5 separate regions of the Mus musculus genome follow, and regions 1, 2, 3 and 5 are each linked to region 4. A link is a contact called in public Hi-C and HiChIP or PLAC-seq data. All regions are on one chromosome and are shown on one strand. Each heading gives the region's core, a stretch centred on a gene start, on an enhancer-like site or on the middle of the called end of the contact. The rest is flanking DNA. Distances are from core to core; before and after follow the strand shown.

Region 1 (3,463 bases), core at 385-2,884, 380 kb after region 4:
ACCATCCCTCCCTTCAGAGCTTCCCCTGGAATCCATCCCAGCCCCTGATTTTCACTTTCCAGTTCTCACTTTCCTATCCTTTTCTGCCTGACTCCTGTTCTCCCCCTCGGCTCCTCCCTCCCGCCTCCCTCCTTCCTTCTCTCTATTCCCTCCCTCCCTCCCTCCCTCTCCTATTTCCCTCACCTCTGCTTCTTTCTTTAACTCTGGATCATACTATGTAGCCCAGGCTGGCCTTGAACTCATAATCTTCTTGAGTATTGGGACAATAGCAGCATTGACACAGATTGACACTTTAATGTATATGATAATATATATTATTTATTAATCACATAATAACACAATTTTATTTACATTTATTTAAATTAGCACAATTTAATATTTATAACTGATCATAAATTAATTGGTATTATATAATTATATATAATAATTGATAAAGTGATTACTAAATTATATTAATTAATATAAGATTGTAATATAATACACTATATATTAATATATCAAATTATGATATAATATATAACATGTCATATATAATATAGTATGATATGTAATGTGTGACATGTGACATGTAACATGTAACATATAATCTATATTTAGGGTATATTAATTGCACAAAATTTACCTCAGAGTAGACATTTTTCTTGAAATGTACATGCTCAGCCCCCAAATAGGATGTTAGTAAGGACCAGGTCTGTACAAACTACTACAAGCCCTTTGCAGTGAGGTTGTCATGTTTACGAAACAATGACAGGAAAGGACAAGAAAAGAGTTTAGGGGAGAAGAGTTCCATATTCTTATTTTCCACCTTAGTGGCCTTTCTCTGCAATCCCCTGTTCTGTGACTTGTGGTGCACAAAAGCTGCTATAGTGGACTCAGCACAGGACAAGCAGAGGTAGCCCAGAGCTGAACAGATCCATTCGGTGGGCTTATAATCAACTGTTCCAAGTCTCTAGACAATGAAGTCCTTTGTCAAACCCCACCCACACGGCACCTCCCAAATGCACTAGATAGCATACAGTCCAGACATCGTCCACCTGGCCCAGGCTAGCCTGCTGCTTCCTTTCTCCTGACTCATGTCTAGTCAGACACTCAGAGCTTCTGTCTGCACCGTGGACCACATGAGCACAGACAGGGAGGCACAGACGTAGCCACGCTCCCGTTTGCTGCTGCTCATCACCATCCAGAGGTGGAGAGTTTACACTGTGTGACCGTGCAGAGAAAGGTCGAGGCATTAAAGTGTCAGTGACTGCCCCCAGTGTTCCCTATCTAGTCCCCACCACCCCAAACAAGAGTGAACTAGATTTGCAGTACCACAAGGGATAGAACGTAATAGTTTGTGTTCTCCAGCCAGAAGGACACTGTTAAAGACTGTGTGTGTGTGTGTGTGTGTGTGTGTGTCCCAGAGTGTGTCTCCACAGCAGGCATGATCTCTGTATCTTGGGCCGATTCCGAGCCTCATTTCTCTAACTCCACCCAGGCCAGGCCTCTGTCGGGAAGAAGGGACTTTGTATAGATGAGAAAGAAAGCTTGATCTAATTGTTATGTGATGTCGTGCCAAATCCAACTCCACACTCTCTGAAACTGAGTCAGAGTGTCGTGACCCCAGAAGGGTTGAGTGGTGGCATACCGCCATGTTCAGAGATGGCTGCATTAGCTGTGGCCATAACTCAGGATTGTTGCAAGATAGATGGGGTCGGGAGGACAGGGTGACTGTCCAGTCTGGACAAACAGTCACTGCCATGAGGTTGAGGGATTTGAGCTGAATCTGTCCCCATTCTGCTGGCAGTGAGCCCGTTGGGTGCTTTCTTGAGGAAAATACAGCCGTGCTTTGTTTAGTTTTACAGTTTGTCCTCCTGTTCCTGTATATGCTTGTGGAAAGGTGTTCCATGTTCTTCCCGTGTTTATATAACACTCCTAGACAAATTACTCTTTAATGTCACTGTCAGAAATAAGTTGCTAAGACTGCACGTGCGCACATCGAGGCAAGCGGGAAGGTTGAAAGCGGAGCTGCCTGCGTGTTTGTTGTGGCTCCGTGGCAGTGCGCCAAGGTATTTTAACAGGGAACTCCAGGATTTGCTAGAGTTAAAAATGCATGGCTTATTTGATCATTTTCCAGAGATGATGAATAGCCAGAGACAGCTAACTAAATAAAGCAATGAGCCTGTGACGGAGAACGCCCTGGCTTACTGTGCTGGGACTCGGGGGAGGAGGCCGCTGACTCACCGCAGGTCTTGTGGATGGATAGATACCACTCCACACAAAACTCCGGAGAGGCAGCTGCTCTCTGGGAACTGCTCGATAGCCCATCAAAGCAGAAGCAGTTTGTGACATGCTGGGACCAAGTCACGTGGCTATGGCATTCCAGAGATCACGCTTTTAGGGAACTGAAGTAAACAATGCAGCTAAACAAAAGGCGTCTCCCTAGAAATGTGAGCTGTGCTTCTGAAGACGATTTCTTAAAGCCTTTACATCTCTGAGACAATGCTGTAGGTAACTCACAAACATTTGTCAGAGCTCAGGCTGCCTAGTACAAATCACCAAGAGGCATGCATGCATGCATGCGGGTGCCAGGCCTGTAGCATGGGGTTTTACCTGTCTTTTTCTCTGTGTTTTCATTTGAGTGTGTGGTGCTGGGGACTGAGGCCAGAGCCTCTCTCACCCCAGCCCCTCATTCATTCTTTTACAACAACCCTATCAGCTTAGAATTGTTAGGTGTGCTTTGCAGATGACATCAGATGAGGATATTAAAGCTAGGAAAGGTTACCTTGCCCCTTGTCATAAAACAAAGACATAACGGCCCCGATTCAGGCTTCGGGCAGATCGTATGTGCTTCTGATGTTAAGAATCTACTTGTTTGTGGATCCCAACCTTGTAACTATCATAAAAGCCCCTATAAATTAGCAACTGCCCAGTGCTAGCACCCACAACAACAAGATGCAAGGCACAATCATTTGAAAGGTCCAAGTGTTTATTTACTGGACCTGAGGAGAAGGTACAGCCTGTCAAAGTGCTTGCCTTTGAGCATGGGAACCTGAGTTCAGATCCTAGCACATAGCACAGAAAAGCTGGGTGTGATCCTACGCTTGACTTTAACCCTAGCACTGTCCCAAGCCAGAGCCAGAGACGTGTTATGTGTTCTGCTAGCGCACAGCCTAGCTCCAAGCTCAGGGAGAGACACTGTCTCAGGAGAGCAAGACCGAGAGTGAGGAAAGAGCAGGACGCTTGACACCCTCTTCCAGCTTACACATTCAAAACACCAACACACATGCACATGCATAAACACACATGCACATAAATGCATGCACGCACACGCACACATACGCACAAAGCTACCTTCTAATTAATTAATTAGTTGATGCTAGGGATTGAACTCTGAGACTCTCGCATACTAAGCACATGTTTGACCAGTGAGATAATCCTGGTAAATGTAAAAGATTTAAAGGAATGGAAACGGTAGTGTGCA
Region 2 (3,204 bases), core at 388-2,887, 500 kb after region 4:
ATTGCTGTGCTAGAGGCATTAATTCATTCATTCACTCATCAAACCTTCGTAGTGCACTACTACACACAATGCGGCGCAAGGTTTCACCCCACGCCAAGGGAAGGGTGGGACGTTCGCTCCCGGGAGCAGGTGCAGCCACTGGCTGTAGGTTAACTTTTCCAGCCGTCTCTCGGTTCCAGGATCTGCTCCGGGCCAAAAGCCTCACCTTCGGGTGTTGCGCGCCCTAGCCCGATCCCGGGCCTCCTCATTCCCAGAGGAGCAGTCCGCACCTGCCCCGGAGGGAACGGCGACAGAGCTCCCTCTCCGCGCCGCCCTAGGGTCAGGGGTAAGATCAGGCGGTAGCTTAGGCTCGCCTGGGCTCCTCCCCTTCCTCTCTTCAGTTCTGACGCGGCCGTAGAGGCGGCGGCGGCAGCGGCGGCGGTAGCAGCAGCAGCAGCAGCAGCAGCAGCAGTCCCGCGGCCCGAGGCGCACCCACCCGCTCGCAGATCGCGACTTCCTCTTCCCTTGGTGCGTCATCAGAACGCGCCGCAGCCTCCCAGGGCGGGGTGGCTGGAGATGGGGAGAAGAGGCCCGGAGAGGAAGGCGCAGAGAGGAAGGGGAAGGGAGGGGGAGGAGAGCGGTTGCTAGGCGACTTACGTCATCGCTGGGCGCCACTCTCCTCCCGCCCCTCTGTGGAGTGAGGCGAGAGCCCCGCACAGAGCGAGAGAGAGACAGAAGCTGAGCTTCGGGCGCTGCCGCCGCCGCCGGGGAGAGCGTGAGAGCGAGTGAGTGAGCGAGCATCCGAGAGACCCGGCATCCGTGCACTGGCCGCCGCCAAGACCTTTGCCGCAGCCCGGGCCATCGGGAGCCGCGGCCGCCGTCGGCTCCCCCCCTTACATTCCCGGCCGGCAGCGGCTGCTGCACACGCCGAAGCCGGAGCCCCAGCCGGAGCCGGAGCCGGAGCCCGAGCCCGAGCCCGAGCCGGAGCCCGCGGCCGGGGGGCAGGGAGGCGGCTGCCGCGGGTCGGGACTCGTAGCTGCTCAGCCGGGAGAGGACGCCCGCGAGGGGCTGGGCTTTCTGCCTCGTCCCGGACTGTGGGACGAAGGACCCCCCGAGGTGTAGGGAGGGGGTCCCGGCCGCCGCGACACATGCGGGAGCCGGGAGCGGGGGCGGCGCCGATCCGAGCCCGCCGGGTCCCCAGCCTTGCCGCTGTCCACACCAGCCGCCCGGGGCCGTAGCATCCCATAGCGGAGTGTATGAACCCCGGCCCCCAGCCCAGGAGCCACCTCCGGGCCGGGGGGGCGGGGACCCCGATGTGAAACGGCCGCGGCGGCGTGGTGAGCGGCCCCGGCGCCGCTGTCCTCTCCTTCCCCTCCCCTCCCCTCCACCCCCTCTGGGGGGGCTTCTCTTTGGGCCTGCCGCCGCACCCCGGCTCCTCGGCGGGACTCCAGGAGTTCTCGGCGCCCCCTCCCCGCCCCAGCCCCCCAGGGCGGTGGGGCCGGGGGGGAACCTGGGGGGCCGGCTGCAGCCTCCGCCCAGAGGAAACTTTACCCAAACAAAATCTTCGAGCTTTCTGATCGTGACTGTCCCGGGACAAGTGGCCCAGGACGGGCTGAAGCCACCACAGTCTGCAGGGACCCAGGAAGAGAAAAAGCGGTGAGCGAGCGGGGCCGCCACCGCCGCCTCTATCCCAGCAGCGCGGAAGAGACCCGGGTAGCTGCTTGGTGGAGCGACGCTAGCACCGCTTCTTCCTCAGTTCCGCGCCTAGCCAGCCTTCCGCAGCTGCCCGCCTCAGCCCGAAGGAGGAAGGGAGCCAGCCACATTGTCAGCGCCACCGCTCGACTCTGAAGCGTGAGTGGACCCGGGGGAGGGGGACATTATAAGGTGACAAGTGGGAGCGGGTGGGTGCTTTGATGCTGGAGTTCGGCTGTTCCTCGGGAGGGTTGGCAGTGGAAACCTTTCCTTTCTACCAATAGGAGAAAGTGTCAGTTTGCAGGAGTAATGCAAGTACTCGGAGTTTTTTCTTAGAGCAGCTGTGTCTCCAGAGTGGACACTTGCACCTTTTTGGACACTAAACTGAGAAAGCCTATGGCCAGCTCTGTCCCATGCCTTTTCCTGGCAACCTTATTCTGGCAGTGGTTTTTGTTTCAGGGAAACTCCCATGGATTCCCACGTGGGAATCACTTGAATCAACCCTTAATTTTTTTTTTTCCTTTCCTAACTATTGTTTTTGAAGTTGCCTTGGATGGGAAGACCAGATTTCATTTTAGTGCATAGGGGAGTTTGGTGCCCCCAACGCTTTATTTCCCAGGTCTACAGAGTCCGATGTGTAGGGTGCTTGCATGTTTCAGTTGGCTCAGGAAAATCCGAGTTCCTAAGATGCACAACCCACTGAAACTTATTTCAGGGAGAGCACTTAATAAATTACCATTTCGTAAAAGTTGCTGCAGCGCTCTCTCTCTCTCTCTCTCTCTCTCTCTCTCTCTCTCTGTGTTGAGGGAGAGAGGGAGTAATATGTTTTAAGTGGTAGCACATTTTTACTAGGTTTCTACTAGGGACTGGAAGGGCATGCATGCAGCTGTTTTTATTTGGCTCTACTTGTCGACCTTGAGACTTTATACTCTTTTAGGAAAACATTTAGCACTCTGAGTGTTAAATTAGAGGTATAGAAAAGTAATGCTCACATATGTAGGTTAAGCTGACCATCCTAAGGCTTAACGTACTGTAGGATTTCATGTAGCAAGGAACATAGGTAGTAGTTTAAGACTGGAATTCTGGTCTATCCAGACAGCTAAATGTGGGCAGAATAAAGATGCTCTGTAGAAATGACTAGAAACTTGGGAGTATCAATTTATCTACCCATCCATCCATCTTAATTTCTCCATTGAGGGTCATGATTAAATTTGTTTGAAAGTTTTTCACATTTCATGTTTGGGACCTGTTCTCCCCTCCTCTTTTTAAATAATGAACCTCCAAGTTTATCATTCTGCATTATATAGCAATGTATTTCTCTTTGACCAGCCTTCTCAATCTTTCAGGATACAGTTTGTTTGAGGAATGCTAAAACACTGTGAATTTACCTTACCTTGCTTTTATAGATTTTGTTTAATCTCTACTATCATCTGTCCCAACTTTTCTTTTCTTCAAGACTGTTTTTCTATGTTACCTTGGCTGTCCTGGAACTATCTCTGTATATCAGGCTGGCCTAGTGTTCACAGATATGCA
Region 3 (3,192 bases), core at 1-2,500, 340 kb after region 4:
ACCCAGGGCCTTGTGTAGCTGGGCCAACATCCTACCATTGACATATGCATTCACAGTTCTGAACATTTTCCCTTAGATTTCTTTCAACATTGTGTTAGATTTTGACCCTTGAAAAAGGAATGATCATCTCGCATCTACCAAAGGACCAGTCTCAGGACCACATCACTTTAAAGACTGCAGAGCAGGAAGCTGGAAAGAGCTCACATTCTTGATTGGCCCAACTTCTGGACCAGACAGCCTGGGAATAGTTTCATCTTCAGACTTTTCATTATGGGATATTTTCTTTGCAATTTAAACCTTTAACTTGACTTGAAGTCATTGATACATCTCACTGTAACCTTAAAAATACATTTTAAAAAATTTATGTGTTTGAGTACATTGTCGCTGTCTTCAGACACACCAGAAGAGGGCGTCAGATCTCATTACCGATGGTTGTGAGCCACCATGTGGTTGCTGGGAATTGAACTCAGGACCTCTGGAAGAGCAGTCAGTGCTCTTAACCACTGAACATCCCTCCAGCCCCCTAAATACATTCCTGTTTGTAGAAGCTTTGGGATAGATCTCATAGAAAAGGAATTGCCACCTTTTACCTGCATTCTTAAATACTAGGGTATTTGAGAGAACAAATCAATTTCATTATTCATAAGCACTAGGTTTATGCTAATCCTTAGGGAAATTAAAATGAAATAGAGTGTGCAGCCTTTTCGATCGATCAAAACAAAGACAAATGATCAGATGATCACCACGAGGGAAGCTTTTCTAAGGTTTTCTGTGGACCTTAAACCTTCATGGCCCTAGGGCCAGCTCTCTACTTGTCTCAATCGTGTCCAAGGCTTATCTCTAGTGGACTCCTCCGTTTGTCTCCGTACTTATGAAATCACACTGTATGTGATCCTGGGTGTGATCACACACACACACACACACACACACACACACACACACACACCTGCACACACATTCTGTATAAATATGTGAATTGTAAGTACTTAACAGAGAAAGGGTCGTTCCTTGCATTGATTGCCAGCCTCACACTGTGAATACTTAGTTATTCTCCCTTCTCATGACTTCCAGGGTGATGATGTCCATTCCAGAGCTGACAAGTATGACTCTGAGTACTCTTGCACACACTGCAAGCCTATTTTCGTCTGTTTGAAAGTGGAGTTGTAGTAATAAACCTATTTGGGTCAGTGTCAAGTGACAACTACTCATGAATATTTGTGCAATGACTTCACTTACTGTGCATTGAAATAGGCACCCAAAAGGACAGCCTGTGTGAGCTGCTATTTTCATCCCATCCCAGTGTCTCAGCAGGCTGCGCCATCCCAATTGTAGCAAAATGCTCAGCCGCCAATGAAACCCCCAGTGGCACAAGCTCTGCTGTTAGAGATCTATCTTATCACATGGGCAGAGGACACTTGTTTCTTAAAGGAGAATGTCACCCACAGAGGGGACATCCTCAACTCTTACCACACACTCAAGTCTCATTTGTCCCTCCATCTCCAGCAGCTTGTCCCAGCTTCCTTCCCAAGTCTGTCGCCCACACACCTTTCTATGAACCCCCCTTCCTTCCTTCAGATCTGTGCATACTCAAAAGTCCTACTGTGGGTGTGTGACAAACTGAGCTGAGCCACTACCAGAAGGATTGGCCGTCTTACTGGCACACCACTGATCTTTCCTTAGTTTCTCCAGCAACTACACCTTGGATTGGGATTTTCTGATTTTTCTCCTTTCCCGACCGCAGTCTGGAGTTCAATACACCGTCACCCAACCGTGTGATTCAAATGGCCGTGGCGGTGAGGACAGGCTCTAGAAATTGACTCTGACGTTCAAGGTAGATGATCCCACAAGTAAACAGCTTTTTCTTCCACTGAAAGCTGCAAATGTCCTTGGTTCTGTGCTGGCTAGAGCCCAGCAAAGGCAGAAGAGGCTGTAATTCTCTGTATTTTTTTTCTCTCCTAAAGTCTCCCTGGAAACTAGGTATAAAGGTGTGACTGAAATTACCCTCAACCACCCGGGCAAGAGATCAACCTCCAGGAAGGCTCATTCTCCTACAGCCGTGCTAAAGGATGGGAGGAATTATACCCTCTTTGGGTGATGAACTTTTCCCGCCCAGAAGTTTTGCCCCTAAAGCAGTCGCTTGAGTGTTGATGGTCTTGCAGCTCCAAAAAATTTGCCCACTTAAAAAATTTTTTTTTCACCCCATTCCTCTTCTCTACTTCTTTCTCTTGGATAACCACTAAAGCCTAGCATTTTTTTTTTCTCTGTCACTCTGAGCTTTCTCTCTCTTTATCTGAAGCTACACTGCTTTTTACCACCTAGCTGTTGGCAGCCGTGAATCTGCATACAGACCTCCATTGCTACGCGAAGCTCCGCCTCTCCTTCCTTCTAGCTCCGCCTCTCCTTCCTTCTCCCTTTTCTTCATCCCCCCCCCCCGCCCCCCCTCCTCCTGGCGGCTGCCGAAATCGAAGGCTTGTCTGCCGTGTAGCTTTCCTTTAAACTCCTATAAAATTGTCCTGGAGCTCCATCCTGAATCCATTTTTAAGTCTTTTATCAATAAAATGAAGAAGCCAAGGAGGTGACCCCAGTTCCTTGGTAGCAGAAGCATGCTGTGCTGGGGTTCCTCAGGAGAGCTTAGCAGAGGGGGAGCCTGGGCCCCAGGTGCTGCACCCTCCGTGACCCCGGAACTTCCGCCATCTCAGCTCTTTCAGAGAACAGATGCCTGCCCTGCCCGCTACAAGGGAGATAAGGGACAAATAGATGTACAGACGTATCTCACCACTCACATCAGTCAGCACAGAGCTGCTCTTCCTTGGCACGATTTGCCGTTTCGAGTTGGATGACTCTTTGTTGTGGGGGGCTGGACTGAGTGTTGTGCAGTGCCTCCCATTAAATGCCAATGACATCACTAAGTCCTGGCAACCAAGAATGTGCCAAAGGCTTCTGGACATAACTGCCACCAGGTACCTCCAGAGATCCCACTGGTTTTGTGCTTCTGATCACCCATTCACGCCTACTGCCCCAGCCATGGTCATTTCTGGCCATTCAACAAATAGGGTGTGTTTTCCTCCCCTGTTGGCATGCTTCCCTGTGCCAGCCAAGGCGTTTTAAAGAGGTGTTAGCAGCTGTCCACACACAGGCACCAAAGCTTCTCTAGATTCTCCCCTACAGAATCTCCTACAACAAAACATTATC
Region 4 (3,406 bases), core at 221-2,720:
GACCAAGACACTAAGAAACTGACCAGTGACCCCTGTGGGTCACTGAGTTGTTCTCTGGGTTCTTTAAGGAATTTCTAAGACCTTCTTGGGCAACTTGGAGAGACCCTGTCTCAGAATAAAAAGTGACAGAGGGATCGGAGATATACCGGGGTGGTACAGTACTTTCCTAACATGTGTGTGGCCCTGGGTCCAAATCACAGTTTTAAAACAAAACAAAACAAAACAAAACAAAACAAAACAAAACAAAACACAGAAAGGGCAGGGCTGGAAAGGAACCAACTGGAAAGATACAGTGTGAAGTTACACGAAATGGAGTGGTACAAGCTGAACTATAGATAAGGCTTGCACATGCGGGCGACAAAATGATCGAGAAACAAGGAAGTGGCCTGCAGTCTGCGTCAGGAGAGACCCCTGCCAGAGGAAAGTGGCAGCTTGAAGACGACCCTGGCAGGAGAGGGGTCTCTAGCTCTTTACTAGTGATGTTGCTCGGCGCACTTGCTGTGTGATTACTCGCAGCATCCTACATTGGGGGATTTCTAGGTTGTCTCTTACAGTGAACCAGACTCTGCGACCTCATTTGCTTCCCGCCACTCTTATCCACTTCTAGAGTCCAGCCAAGAACTTAGCATGGTGACTGTTGGGTCTGGTGACCTGCGAGCTGAAAAGGTCACCAATAAACCTGAGGAGAGCAGACACCTACCAGGTCCTTACTAAGTGTCCAACACTTAACATGGAGCCTCGCTCCTGAGGCGTTCCCTCTGGGAAGACTGTGAGAGACACACTTCATCTTTGACCAGGAGCTGTTAGGGCTGTGAAGGAGATTGCCTGGGGTGTTTTGTAACATGTGTGAATACCTAAAACAGCAGTATGGCTTGGCATTTACAGCAAGTGCTTACCCTATAGAGATTCAAAAGAGCCAGCTGTCTTTATGGAAAGGTCTCCCTCTTCCCCTCCTTTTCACCCTCCCCTCCCTTTCCCCTCCCCCTCCCCTCCCCCCCCCCCCCATTTGTTGAGACAGTATTTCTCTCTATAGTCCTAGCTGTCTTGGAATCCACTCTGTAGACCAGTCTGGCCTCAAACTCAGAGATCAGCCTGTCTCTGCCTCCTGAGTGCTACAAATAAAGCATGCCAGATAAGGGCTTTACATCCAACACACACACACACACACACACACACACACACACACACACACACACACACACACACGGGGTTGGGGGGTGGACTATAATATAAAGCTATAACTTCTTAGGAAACACTATTAAGTAATAGACTCCCTGACCCAAAGTTCCAAATCAAGTCATTTTTCTTAACATAAAAGTTTGTTCTCTGCGTTCAGAGAACATCAAACTTCCTTCTGTGTTCTCTGCCAAGAATATTTAAATATAAGGCCCTTTAGGAAATCTGACATGTACTGAATCTGAGATTAGTGCATTGTCCACAAGAGGGCACTAGTTCTCCAGGATGCTCAAAAAAATCATCTGGCCACAGTGTAGCAGCCAAGAACAAAAGCAGCTAACTCAGCGGTCCAAACTGAGCAGAGAGAAGTATAGTCACAAAACTCAAAAGAAACTTAACATTCAAGCGCTGCCTCCCCTATCTTCATGATCCGGCTGCAGCCTGCCACAGACGTGCTCAGTCAACCCCAGCGTGTGCATGCCTGCATGCAAGTGAGCTGAATATAAAATGAAGTCAGATACTTGAAAGCATATGGTTACTTGTTTCAAAGATACTGTATGCCTGGCATGGGGATTCCACCCTGATGTCTGAAGACTCAGCACTCCAATCTGCATGAATTTCTTCCCAGAATGGCAGGCAGAGGGCCAGCTTGAGCCTGACACAAATCCTGTTTGATGGAGATTCCACCCTAGCTTGTCCCGGCACGGGGCCCGGCTTCCTTTTTTAAAGTTTATTTTTGTTTACCAATGAAGACACACCTCATCCACTCAAGTAGCCCCACCCAAGTTTAATCAGATGGCTTTCACGGTCCATCTTTTAAGAAACAGCAAACACCCAGTAATGCAAAGACAGCAAGATCTCCCAAGAGGAGCACTCTCATGCCAGGAAACTCAAGCCTCTTGTTTACTTACTGGGTTTGAAGATTCTGCTATCAACAGTGTCTTAGTTCTGTGTTTCTTTCTTGCAGCAAGCAGTAGTACTCCAGTCTCCCCAGAGGCAGCTTAGGTGGGGCTAAGTGCCACCCCCCCCCCCAGCCCCCACACACTCCTTGTACCAAAGCAGAAGACAGCAGCTTTGGTCAGCAGAGATAATGCATTATAGCACATGATAAAGACCCAGAAACAGACAAATAATCAGGTCACCCAGTTTGCCAAAGCTTTGCTGCTGGGCTGCTGGGTTTCTTAGGGCTGCTCTCACTGTATTACACATTTAATTCGGCATGCCTGTCCAGAGGATATTTTTAGATGCAATTACCTAAAGAGCTTTCGAGTTCTGGAGTATTATCTGCATGGGTATCTCTTGGCCTAAGGAACCTAAAGTATTAAATGAAGTGAGTCTCCTTTAAAGACACCAGGGCATTGGGAAAAGGCTACCTGCATATGGGTACGTGCTTTGGGCATCCTTTCTGATGAAGAGGTATCTCAGGCAAGCGTGGTTCTGCCTCCCCTCTCCCAGCAGAGTCACCCCTTCCCAGGATTAGGAGGGAGACCCATGGAAGGGTGCCTACTGTACATCACTGTACACACGGGCTACCTGGCCGAGCAGGGCTGTCTTGGTTCCCTGTCTTTTAGACCATGAGTCTAGGCTGAGACACACAGACCCCAATACATCCCCCACACAGCAGAGTCATGCTGTTCCCCTGAGCACAGCTTTCAAGCACTTCAGTTACTTCTTGTTACAATATAGCTCCTGAATTTTCATCCTGGGCCCTTTATAGACCGGCAGGTTGTGGGATCTGAGGTGCTGAGATTGCGTAGGAAACTGTGATAGAAGGCCCATCTTGCTTCCTGAGATCTTTAACTTCCTTTGGCATCGCAGAGGGATAAGAAACACCGAGTGGGGTCTGGGGAACATGGCAGAGGGTTTGCAAATAAACTCAACAGCACAAACGAACGGGTCCAGAAGAACCACTCAGAACCTTCAATGACATTTAGGTTACAGAGATGGATGCCACTGGTCACATAGCTTAAGCCTTTGATTTTTGTAAATAAGAAAAGTGAGTCTCTCAGTCACGTGGGGCAAGCCTCAGGCCCAACCCCAAGACTCCAGACTCGGTTGGAGTCCTTTCCAGAATAGGGACGAATTCGGTCACTCCCTTCCCGTTCCTCCCTTGGGAACGATGCAGAAAGGGAGAAGGACCCGTATGATCTCTACCTCCAGCGGAGTCCTATCACTCTCCGTGGACTTGGTGAGCAGCGCCTGTGGTGCAGGGAAGCTCAGGAGACTTGGT
Region 5 (3,397 bases), core at 505-3,004, 300 kb after region 4:
ACCTCTTATGGAGAAATCCCTTCATATTCTTAGTGTGTGTCTGTGGTCGTTCTGCACTACATGGCAATACACAGTAAGTCACTGAAAGAGAAAACAGGCAGGCCAGGTGTGGTGGACCTTACCTACAATACCAGTATTCAAGAGGAGGTGGCAGAATGACCTCTAAGAGGCCAGCCTAGTCTACATAGTGAGCTCTAAACTACCCAGGGCTACACAGTGAGACAACCTTCTCTATTACACACATACATACACACACATGCACATACACACATTAAACTTTTAAAAAAGAACAACTAAAACTTGCCTTCATAATTTGTAAGGAATCTATTTTTGCCATTAAATTACTATATCTACTATTATTTTTACTATATAAGAAAAAATAAAAAGGGCATGGCATAAAGGGCAGTGGGTCAGGCACACTGGTGCATGCCTGTAATCCCAATCACTTGAAAGGCTGAGGTTGGAAGCTCATGAGTTTGAAGGCAGCCTGGGCAACTTAGTGAGCTCTTATAGATACAGATACATAAAGATAGATAGATAGATAGATAGATAGATAGATAGATAGATAGATAGATAGATAGATAGGATAGATAGGATAGATAAGATAGATAGATAGATAGATAGATAGATAGATAGATAGATAGATAGATAGATAGATAGAATGATCAGATAGATAGGTAGATCGGAAGGAAGGAATAATGGATAGATGGAAGTAAGGAAAGAGGAGAGAAAGGAGGGAAGAAGAGAGGGAGAGAGGGAGGGTGTGATGGTTTGTATGTGCTTGGCCCAGGGAGTGGCACTATTAGGAGATATGGCCTTGTTGGAGTAGGTTTGTCACTGGGGGCATGAGTTTAAGACCCTCACCCTAACTGCCTAGAAGTCAGTCTTCCATTAGCAGCCTTAAGATGAAAACATAGAACTCTCAGCTCTGCCTGCACCACACCTGCCTGGATGTTGCCATGTCCCCACCTTGATGATAATGAACTGAACCTCTGAACCTTTAAGCCAGCCCCGATGAAATGCCGTACTTTATAAGACTTGGCCATGGTGTCTGTTCACAGCAGTAAAACCTTAACTAAGACAGAGGGCAATTGGTAATTAGGCGACAAATACAAGGAAGTATTTTTTATAAATACATACATTCTTTGCATATAGAAGTTACTATATAAAATTTTATTTAAAGAATATTGCATTGCATATAATTGATAGTTTGATGGACATTTATCAGCACATGGCTATATGTTCAATGGGACATCACAAGATATGTTTAACTTATTCTTACATTGACATGTGTCATCTGTTATTAAATCCAGCTTCTTACAGGTTAGTTAACAGAAATGAAAGGAGAGGCTGCGGAGAGCAGTGGGGGCTGGGGGGACTGGGTTTCAGTCCTTACTATATAGGTTAACATACAGAGAAGCATGATAGATAGCACTTCCCTTATTTATCACATTCTGTGTGCACCCATGGTGGCTCTGATGCCAGCCTCCCCAGGACCTGGAGAATGTGCATCAGAGCCTCTGCTCAGAGATCCTTTGAAGCTGGTGAGGGGAAGCCAAGGGCTCTGAGGTGTCAGTACAGAGCATACGGGGTTTATTCGGAAAGACTTCTTGATCGGTTCCAGCATCTGGGAAGCAGTGTCCTTCGGGATATAAAAGTCTTGTTTGCTTTTATGAGTGTGAATCAGGACATGCTATCCGTGCCAGGTGCCTGCTGGACCGTGGAGCTAACACTCCCAGCCTAGATTGCTTCTGACTGTTGCCAGTCGCTGGCTATCTCACCCCATGTAAATCAATAACCAGTCTCTTGCGGTGGTGGCTGGGTGAGAGTGGCTCCCGTACAAATGCTTAGTCACCAGGGAGTGGAACTTTTGAAAAGGATTAGAAGGTGTGGCCTTGTTGGAGGAAGTGTGTCACTGGGGGGGTGGGGGTGGGGCAGGCTTTGAGGTTTCAAAAACCTCAGGATCAGCCTCTCTTGACCACTCTCTCCCTCCCTCCCTCTCCCTCCCTCTCCCTCCCTCCCCCTCCCTCTCCCTCTCCCTCTCCCTCCCTCTCCCTCTCCCTTTCCCTCCCTCTCCTTCTCCCTGAACCTCCCTCTCCCTCTCCCTCTCCCTCTCCCTCTCCCTCTCCCTCTCCCTCTCCCTCTCCCTCTCCCTCTCCCTCTCCCTCTACCTCTACCTCTCCCTCTCCCTCTCCCTTCCTCTCCCCATCCCCACCCCTGCTTGTCTACTAGGATGTAGCTCTCAGCAACTGTTCCAGCACCATGCTTGCAACCATGCTCCCTGTCATAATGCTACTGAAACTGATGGACTAACCTTCTGAAACTGTAAGCAAGCCCGCAGTTCAATGGTTTCTTTTATGGGCATTGCCTTGGTCAGGGTGTCTCCTCACAGCAATATAACAGTAACTAAGATGCCTGCTTTTGTCTATTTTATATAATAGGTCACATGTTGTAGTAGGTTTAATAAGATGACTCTCCCAAATTTCATTTCTACCTGGAACCTCCAGACATGACCTTATGAGGAAACAGGGTCTCTGTAGATGTAATTCATTGGAAATCAGTTAAGGACGTCAAGAGAAAATAATCCTAGACTTAGAATAGGTCTTAAATTAGTGCCCAGTCCCCTTATAAAAGAGGAAATGGCTAAGAATGGCCGTATATGCCTATAATCCCAGCACTTGGGAAGCTGAGACAGGAGGATCATGAGTTTAAGCCAGACTATGCTATATAGTGATCTCAAAAAAAAAAAAAATCCACAAACCAGGACTAGAGGCAAGATTTTTATGATGCTACCATAAGCCAAGAATGCCAGGAGCCCAACCCCCAACCCCACTCCCCAGAGGCCTTAGTCCAGGAAGGTCCCTCCCTGTGAATCCTTGTGATTGATTAGGACAAGGAAGGACCCTCCCTGCAAACCCTTGTGGGGTGCATGCGTGTGCACAGATGCAGACAGACACCTTGATTTCAGTCCAGTCGTTTCCAGAATCTAGTAACAATTAGGTGTTTGTTGTCTTAAGTCACAGAGTTTCAGCTTCCCTAGGAAGTTCACACACACACACACACACACTTTGCTTAACATGATTCAGTTTTCTTCCCGGTCTACCCTTTACAGAAATGAAATTGTCAAACTAAGCAAACTAAACAATGGATTCTCCGTGGAGTCTTATTCCCAGATTTCTAGCTTGTTCACAGGCTCTGTGTCTCATCTTGACATGCTGTGTCACCTGTCCTGGGTTTTGCTTCTGTTTGTTCCTCCCCATTGCCTTCAGAAGCCCTGAGGATGTTTGTGCAGAGAGATAGGCACCTTGTCTATTGTCTGCCTTTCCATGTAGTGCCTAAGTGGACTCTGGACTAACTCAACTTGTTTACATTTGGGAGATGCACTTGTGCTTGCTCT

The links. Hi-C and Micro-C count contacts between places; a contact is called where the count stands out from the background. HiChIP or PLAC-seq counts read pairs in DNA pulled down with a chosen protein or histone mark.
Region 1: a contact with region 4 is called in a Hi-C map of the N1E-115 cell line, with 12 times the contacts expected there. The contact joins two enhancer-like sites. A contact is called at or near these places in 1 of 39 promoter capture datasets (hematopoietic stem and progenitor cells), 1 of 15 datasets of contacts at CTCF or cohesin (the NIH/3T3 cell line), 11 of 484 Hi-C or Micro-C datasets (the C2C12 cell line, the G1E-ER4 cell line, the N1E-115 cell line and 5 more), 4 of 115 datasets of contacts at active chromatin or transcription factors (bone marrow-derived macrophages, extraembryonic endoderm stem cells, microglia and 1 more) and 2 of 9 other capture datasets (adipose tissue and embryonic stem cells).
Region 2: a FOXA1 HiChIP or PLAC-seq map of pancreatic cancer cells shows a contact between it and region 4. The contact joins the promoter of Fbxw7 here to the enhancer-like site in region 4. A contact is called at or near these places in 1 of 39 promoter capture datasets (cranial neural crest), 1 of 484 Hi-C or Micro-C datasets (cortical neurons) and 4 of 115 datasets of contacts at active chromatin or transcription factors (differentiating embryonic stem cells, embryonic stem cells and pancreatic cancer cells).
Region 3: an H3K4me3 HiChIP or PLAC-seq map of bone marrow-derived macrophages shows a contact between it and region 4, with 5 times the contacts expected there. The contact joins two enhancer-like sites. A contact is called at or near these places in 3 of 39 promoter capture datasets (HPC-7-derived erythroid cells, embryonic stem cells and neutrophils), 3 of 484 Hi-C or Micro-C datasets (the HL-1 cell line, cumulus cells and granulocyte-monocyte progenitors), 2 of 115 datasets of contacts at active chromatin or transcription factors (bone marrow-derived macrophages and embryonic stem cells) and 1 of 9 other capture datasets (pancreatic islet).
Region 5: a contact with region 4 is called in a FOXA1 HiChIP or PLAC-seq map of pancreatic cancer cells. The contact joins two enhancer-like sites. A contact is called at or near these places in 1 of 484 Hi-C or Micro-C datasets (the G1E-ER4 cell line), 2 of 115 datasets of contacts at active chromatin or transcription factors (a colorectal cancer cell line and pancreatic cancer cells) and 1 of 9 other capture datasets (pancreatic islet).

What each region holds. Positions count from the first base shown.
Region 1 is chr3:84,694,502-84,697,964 of GRCm38.p6, forward strand. The region is part of intron 6 of Tmem154 (transmembrane protein 154); the gene reads left to right. Among named protein-coding and RNA genes, the nearest start is that of Tmem154, 30 kb to the left of the region's middle. Within about 2 kb of position 1,635, at least 106 of the 459 cell types and tissues checked have an H3K27ac peak or open chromatin away from gene starts, as enhancers often do. A contact at or near this core is called in the C2C12 cell line, the G1E-ER4 cell line, the N1E-115 cell line and 3 more, where this site is marked.
Region 2 is chr3:84,813,940-84,817,143 of GRCm38.p6, forward strand. It overlaps Fbxw7 (F-box and WD-40 domain protein 7), which reads left to right and starts at 1,638. Exons shown (of 14, transcript NM_001177773.1): 1 at 1,638-1,830. It overlaps Gm35486 (predicted gene, 35486), which reads right to left and starts at 494. Exons shown (of 1, transcript NR_165832.1): 1 at 1-494.
Region 3 is chr3:84,651,586-84,654,777 of GRCm38.p6, forward strand. No RefSeq gene overlaps it. Among named protein-coding and RNA genes, the nearest start is that of Tmem154, 13 kb to the right of the region's middle. Within about 2 kb of position 1,251, at least 59 of the 459 cell types and tissues checked have an H3K27ac peak or open chromatin away from gene starts, as enhancers often do. A contact at or near this core is called in bone marrow-derived macrophages, where this site is marked.
Region 4 is chr3:84,313,276-84,316,681 of GRCm38.p6, forward strand. No RefSeq gene overlaps it. Among named protein-coding and RNA genes, the nearest start is that of Trim2, 55 kb to the left of the region's middle. Within about 2 kb of position 1,471, at least 91 of the 459 cell types and tissues checked have an H3K27ac peak or open chromatin away from gene starts, as enhancers often do. A contact at or near this core is called in the C2C12 cell line, the G1E-ER4 cell line, the N1E-115 cell line and 4 more, where this site is marked.
Region 5 is chr3:84,608,622-84,612,018 of GRCm38.p6, forward strand. All of the region lies in intron 1 of Gm46836 (a long non-coding RNA gene), which reads left to right. Among named protein-coding and RNA genes, the nearest start is that of Gm46836, 6.3 kb to the left of the region's middle. Within about 2 kb of position 1,755, at least 23 of the 459 cell types and tissues checked have an H3K27ac peak or open chromatin away from gene starts, as enhancers often do. A contact at or near this core is called in pancreatic cancer cells, where this site is marked.